Linked DNA regions of Mus musculus: region 2 is linked to region 1. The links are chromatin contacts, called in public HiCAR-type maps. All regions are on one chromosome and are shown on one strand. The core of a region is the stretch at or near the end of the contact, and the rest is flanking DNA. Distances in the headings are between cores, read along the strand shown. Region 1 has its middle 25 kb from the start of 1700001K23Rik. Region 2 overlaps Mxi1 (MAX interactor 1, dimerization protein).

The links. HiCAR-type assays count read pairs that join an accessible place to other places.
Region 2: a HiCAR-type map of fibro-adipogenic progenitors shows a contact between it and region 1, with 4 times the contacts expected there. The contact joins two enhancer-like sites. A contact is called at or near these places in 7 of 39 promoter capture datasets (the C10 cell line, cranial neural crest, embryonic stem cells and 4 more), 1 of 15 datasets of contacts at CTCF or cohesin (CD8 T cells), 5 of 484 Hi-C or Micro-C datasets (Sertoli cells, bone marrow-derived macrophages, embryonic fibroblasts and 2 more), 8 of 115 datasets of contacts at active chromatin or transcription factors (bone marrow-derived macrophages, embryonic basal ganglia, embryonic forebrain and 3 more) and 3 of 9 other capture datasets (adipose tissue, liver and pancreatic islet).

The regions. Positions count from the first base shown.
Region 1 is chr19:53,278,473-53,281,615 of GRCm38.p6, reverse strand. No RefSeq gene overlaps it. Among named protein-coding and RNA genes, the nearest start is that of 1700001K23Rik, 25 kb to the right of the region's middle. Within about 2 kb of position 1,700, at least 32 of the 459 cell types and tissues checked have an H3K27ac peak or open chromatin away from gene starts, as enhancers often do. A contact at or near this core is called in Sertoli cells, adipose tissue and fibro-adipogenic progenitors, where this site is marked.
Region 2 is chr19:53,363,164-53,366,645 of GRCm38.p6, reverse strand. The region is part of intron 3 of Mxi1 (MAX interactor 1, dimerization protein); the gene reads right to left. Among named protein-coding and RNA genes, the nearest start is that of Smndc1, 26 kb to the left of the region's middle. Within about 2 kb of position 1,530, at least 102 of the 459 cell types and tissues checked have an H3K27ac peak or open chromatin away from gene starts, as enhancers often do. A contact at or near this core is called in Sertoli cells, adipose tissue and fibro-adipogenic progenitors, where this site is marked.

The DNA.
Region 1 (3,143 bases), core at 451-2,950:
AGCTTCTAGAACCCCATGACTGGACGAACAGGCGCTTGCACTCGTGAGGAGGTGAGCTGTGGTGATTTCAGTACTGAATGCTGAAGCCTAGGAGCACAGCTCAGTGGGGAGTGCAGGGTTTGGGTCCAGCAAGCAGCATTGCAAGAGAATAAAGACCGGGACTTCAGACTTCCAGTGGCTTAACGATGTACCAGTGCTGAGTTGGCAGTTATAGGGGACGCTTCTAAGGACTCCAGATCTACAAACCCAGTCCAAAGACCATTCAGCAACATCTATGACAGAATGTCATGTCCAGAACAGAGCCAGCCAGCAAGCTGGAGGAGGTTAGGAGGCAAGGAGGGCTTCTCACATCCCTCAATTACATCAGCAAGTCAGGCGCTGATTAATCACAAGAAAGACAGGGCTTCTGACTGTGTGTGTGGGGGGGTACGAGCACATGCCAGTATCTGCGTATAGATGTGTGTATGTGGGTGTGGAGGTCAGAGGACAACCTTGAGATCCCCCTATCTAGACTTCACTGGGAATACAAATATGAACCCAAACATCCAGCTTTTGATGAGGGGTTCTGGGGATCCAAACTTAGGTCATCTTACTTGCTATCTCTCTAGGACCTGTTTTTTTTTTTTTTTTTAAACAAAATAATATGAGTTCCTGTGCTTAATTTTGTGTGTGTGTATGTGTGTGTGTGTGTGTGTGTGTGTGTGTGTGTGTGTGTGTGTGTAAGGGAGGCTGGTATATCTCTCCCTCTTAAGCTCCCTTCTTTATCCAGTGCCTTAAACTATACATTCAGAAATGCAACCCATCTCTCCTTAAACTTTTCTTTAGCCTGGAATGCACAGTGTGCAGATTCCTAGGTCCCAACCTCTTGCTCCTGTTTCTGATGAGGGACTATTTGTCAACAAGGCTGCCAGGTAATACCGATGTCTGTGGTCCTACACGCCAAGAAACACTAAGCAAAATGGCTTCCCTTTATTTTGAAGTTTAAATCTTCGCCTGGCTCTTCTCTGCCTATGTGCCTCTTGAAGCTATGTGGGTTGTTCTGGTGTTTTAAAAGGGCGATGGAAGGCATGAGGGCGTGCATTAGGCCTTGGGCCACTGGAGAAACATCAACAGAGTTCTTTCCCTAGGACTTTGCACCGGCTTTATGATGCCATCTTAGCCAAGGTGAGGCCTTGGCCTAGGGATATGTGACACCTTGTTGTGTAGGGACTGACTCAGGCCAACAACACAAGGGAGGGCAGGGAGGCGAGTGTGAGGCCTTTCTGATGCTCCATCTCTCTCAAAGTGCTCGTGGTGAGAGAGTGGACAGGCTTGAGTCCACGACCAATAAAACAATGAGAAATGCGTCAAGGCAGCCATGTAAATATTGTGGGAGTGAAGGCAGATGAGGAGTGACTAAGGACTGTTGGAGGAGCAGGGGAAGGAGGAGGAGGGGGAGGACGGGGAGGAGGAGAAGGGCCGAGTTTGGGAATAAGTAGGTGATGACCTACCAGGCAGTGTGCAGGCAATAATTACATCTTCCCAAAACCCTGCGAGAGGTATTATTTTCTGCAGATGAATGCACCGCCAGAAGCTTCAGCTGTGGAGCGCAGCATCACGTAATGGTGACTTCATGTGGGTCTGGCTAACTCCGAACCATGGGGCAGGGTTTCCCCTCCTTCACTCGGGAGGGGAAGACTCTCCCAGGTGCCCTCTGGGTGACTCACTTCCCTTCAGGTTCCTTGTCTGTGGAAGCAGGGCTGGGCTCCCAACTTGACACCCGGAGGCTCCATAGGGCTTAAAGATTCTTAAATACCCAGAAATCACTGGTGAGTCACTGTGCCTTACTCTCTAAGAAGGAGAGGGGCCTTCCAAAGAATAGCCATTTGTAGACAAGATCTAAGCCTTTGTGCAAGCTGGAGCAAACCCAATGCTTAAAACAGCCTGAGATTCCCCCCTCCCCCTGGTTTTGTTTTGGGGCTCCTTATCTCTTGTGTCTGTTAGGAAGCTTACAGTTGCTAAGTGCACCGTGGAATTAAAAAAAAAAAAAAGTATTCTTTATTGGCTGCCTAAAACAATGCTCTGGGGGCTGAGGGGACTTAGATGACCCGGGTTCAACTCCCAGCACCCATAAATAAAGTGTACTAAAGATGCTTTTGGTCACTGATGGCCCTGCTGCTGTACAAAGAACAATCCAGAAAGAAGGCAAAAGGGGGGGGGGGGGGACACACGACTCTCTTGAGGAGCCTGGGAGGACCACATAACAGAAAACCGACTCTGGCCTACTTCCTATCCTTGACATAAGTCTATCAGGAAGAGAAAGGATTCCCTTTCAGGCTCTGGGACACTAGAAAACTTCTTCTATTGCAAGGGCACACCCACTTTTGTCCTCAAGACAGCCCCATGGGCCTTCAAAGTGTCTACGTCAAGCACAGAAAATAGGACACGGGTATTGCCCTTCCCCTCCCTGGGGCAACAGTTAAGAGTCCAGGATCGCAAAGGTGCCACGGGCGTCGCTAAGAGCCTCACGACCACCACTTCAATGTCGTCGTATAATCAACTGCTCAGGGTTGAGGACGTTGGTGGCAGTTCCCCAACCCTTGGAACAGAACAATTACCCCCTCTGTGACTGCTCCCGTCTTCTCAGCCAGCCTGTAGGCTCTATGGGGCCCTTCTGGAATGTTCTGACTCCCAGAACTTAGACTAAATATTTCACAGCTGTGGAAACAGGCTTCTGGCCTGTGGCTAGTGTCCCCACTGGGAACAAAGTAAAAGACAAAAATTAAAAGAAAAAAGGGCTAGGCCCATTGCACTCGGGCCCATGTAGATAAACTTAGTCTTGGATTGTCACAATAGCTGCACCACAGAAATCCTGAGAAATGGATACTAAAGTTTCTTCTCTTTTCACAGATAACAAACAGAGGCTTGGAGAGACTCCTCTGGGAGAAGCTGGAAGAACAGCCTCCTCCAGGGCTCTGAGCTCTCAGTTGACACAGGGAGGGAGGATACCTCAAGCCGTCACCCGTGGCTCCACCACTGCGTTGGCTTAGGGGTGGGAGTCGGGGTGGGTCCTTTTCTTCTGCAGCAAACAGGCAGCAGTCATCTCAGCCTTTGTGGGGCATGTGTTCCACGGATGGAAAGAGAGGGGCTGGGGCTGGCAGAAG
Region 2 (3,482 bases), core at 281-2,780, 85 kb before region 1:
GAGTGGCTATAAAGACACTCCAGGGTACGGTATAGACTGAGAGAACATACCCGGATGGCCACAGGCCAGGGACACCTGGTGAATCGTATGAAGGAAGTCACTGTATGAAGGATGACCAGTGAATTGTGCTCCTCACTAAGGTGTCCCTGTGGAAGCTAAATGTCATTTCCTACAGTTTTTGTACTTCAAGGTGAAACACACACAGCAAAGAGCTAGTGGCAGCTGCCAGCTGACCAAGCTCGGGCTGTGTGGTCCCAGCTCGTGCCACTCACTCTCTTCTAAGAGCGGTGGGTGCACCCTGACTGCACACGTACTGTGAGTCACCTCCTTTAGTTTTCTCTCCACAGAAAATCCCTAGAAGAGCTGAGTGGACGCTGCATTTCCTCTGCTGCAGCATCTCCTCTGCACCCTTAACCCCACGTCTGCTGGGGACCACACTGTAAGCTTAACTATGGTGACCGGGACTGGCTGCCTTCTGATATCATCTGGGCTTTTCTTGCCTCCATTCTAGTGACTGGTGGCTCAAAATCCTCCTGTTGGGGGTTGCCCAACCATGGGCCACAAGAGACACAAAAGGTCTAGTTTGATCTGAAATCCGAAATCCACTCACTGAGGGGAAAAAAATCAAGTCAGGTTTTGCAGCAGGTATAGCAGGCCTGCACGTCAGGTTTTAAAAATCACAGAATTAGACCTGATAGAGAATTTTTTTAAATGTTAATTTCCCAGTTAGCATTTACTTAACTTTTATTTAATGCATGGTTAGCTCCAAACTATAATGTTGACGTCTCTTCTAAGTTAGCATGAAAACAGTACAACAAGCTTAGGATAAAATCCAGCATCAAGAGGCTGGCGTTAAGAAAACCCAGTCTGCCTACTAAGATGGAGGGCTCAGGAATGGAGAGACACAAACATGCTCCTATTTTCAAAAACCCTTTGAAGTAGGTTTTAAAGTGAGATTTTTCAAATAGCAATTCTTAGCCAACAGCTCTTATTAGAAAGGTCCTATCAAAATTGCCCACATCTTCAAAATGGGCAAGCCCCTTGCCGGGAAAGAAGAGGTGGTACCCGCCTGCCTTTATTTTGGTTGGGTGGAATCATTTTTCCCTGAATGAACCTTCTGAACTCCAGGGATAAACAGATATCACAAAACACGGAAGGAAGAGACTTTCTACAAAATAAGGTTACTGCAGAGGGTAGCTGCATCAACTAAGAGCACATACAGTTGTGGGAAGAATTCCCTTTCAGAAAAAGAAAAGCATAAAAACAAAACCAAACTTTACACAAGAAGTGTTTTTCGATTCTGGAGTCCTCTCTGGAAACCAATTCCCCTGCCCAACAATGAGAAGTCTAGCCCTGCCTGGCCCCACAAACAGAACTGGCCGATGCCCTCTCAGTTCTGGTCCTTCATTCTTCCACTCCGGGACGCCAAGACTTTGCCAAGTAACTAAATCAGAATGGAAAATAAGCGAAGTGATAGGGACAAGCTTGTACTCTCCTCTGTTGAGTGTTACGCAACAGGCTGGGAGTTCTCCCACGAGCCACATTCTTCAAGCTATGCTGGCCAGCTGCCAGCCCTCCCTCCCTCCCTAACTCCGCACATGACAGCAGTTAGCTGCTATCCTACATATTCTATACACTGACGTTTCTCTGCAACATAATGTATGGAGAATCTCTAAAGATAGACAAAAAAAAATCTGTCTGCTTACTTTAAAAAATGCCATTAAAAATGGATCCAGATAAATCAAGCACACTGCTTTCTGCTCATGAATTTTATTTATGAAAACATATATGATCATATTCTGTTCACCTTATTCTGTTTATCAAACAAGGAAGCCAGACAAGCTGCTCCTATAAGCCAGTAACTGGTAACTGCTTCCACTACAGCTCACGGCTGTAACCTGGCAAGTGGAATTTTCCTACTGTGAGACTTGACTATGGTAGTCATGGGGCTCAATGACAACAGACATAAACACAGAAGAGCTGGGACCCTCTTCGTATTTGTCAAAAAGAAACTGCTTTTACTTCATATTCTTCTCAGCTGGTATTGTAAAATAATCACATAAAAATATCAACAAGTGTCATAATGAAGTTGTAAACACACGCGCACACACACCTGACATATTGTCAACGTTGACATGAAAGGGCTCATCTCTATATGCCGGAACTCGCAATGGAGCAGGCTAGCCTCAAATTTATGAACCTTCTGTTCTCACCCCATTGCACTAAGGCAGCAATAAGCCCACTGTGACATCTGTAAAGGCCACTCCAAATCTAACACTCGGAGGGGAGGATATGTGCACCCTAAGGAACTTGTCACGGGGCAAGCGGGTATCTGAAGACCTAAGGTTAAATATGGTGACTTTCGAAACTCGTATTTTTTCTTCAACAAAAAAATCTGTAAAGGGGCTGGAGAGGTGGCTCAGCGGTTAAGAGCACCGACTGCTCTTCCAGAGGTCCTGAGTTCAATTCCCAGCAACCACATTGTGGCTCACAACCATCTGTAATGGGATCTGATGCCCTCTTCTGGTTTGTTTCAAACAGCAGCAATGTATTCATAATAAATAAATAAATAAACTGTAAAAACATTATTTTATGTACAAATAAACAGACATAATACAAAATACACTTCTAAAGCAAAAGAAGTGGGCCTGGGGAGATAGCTTGGGGTAAGAGTGCAGAGGCTCCTGCAGAGGACCGGAGTTCAGTTTCTAGCACCGCCAGGTTGTGTTGTTCACCCCACCTGGAACACGAGCTCTGTCCTCTGAACTCCAGGATATCTGCATCCATGTGCACAGAGATCACACAGATACATACAATTAGAATAGTTTTAATAAGTGAAAAATAAGATAAGCCATCAAACATCACATTATTTCAAATACTTCAAGACCTCCAGAAATCTGCTAGCAGCCTGAGCTGCTGGGCTGGAGTTTTGGACTTAAGAAAGCCGTTTTTGGCTCAAGGCTGAGATTACGGATCCCCAAGACTCGAAACAGACGGGAATGCTGACAAGACAGGGGAGTAGGGTCAAGAGGATAGGAGGAAGAGACAGGGTGTGTGTGTGTGTGTGTGTGTGTGTGTGTGACTGATGGTGTGTGAGAGTGTGTCTGAGACTGTGAGCATGAATGTGTGTGTGCCCATTCTACAGAACGCCCTTATCTCCAGCATCCCAATGCTGACAAATTAATTCAATTTTGTCTTTGAAATCTTGCTATGTAAAACCAGCCTGGCCCCTCTCACTCCGTCCTTTCCCAAATACTGGGATTTCAGGAGTGTGCCAGCACACCTAGCCAACTGTTATCATTTTCAGTCCTGTCCAACTAACGTGTCCTTCATGTGACCTTCCTTTACACATGCCTTCAGGTAATGAGTACTATGGCTATAGTAATTACATTGTATTTTTTTAAAGGATGTACCCTGTGCGCATGCTGCCTGCATGTATGTAGGTGTACCACCATGTGAGTGCAATGCCCATAGAGGCCAGG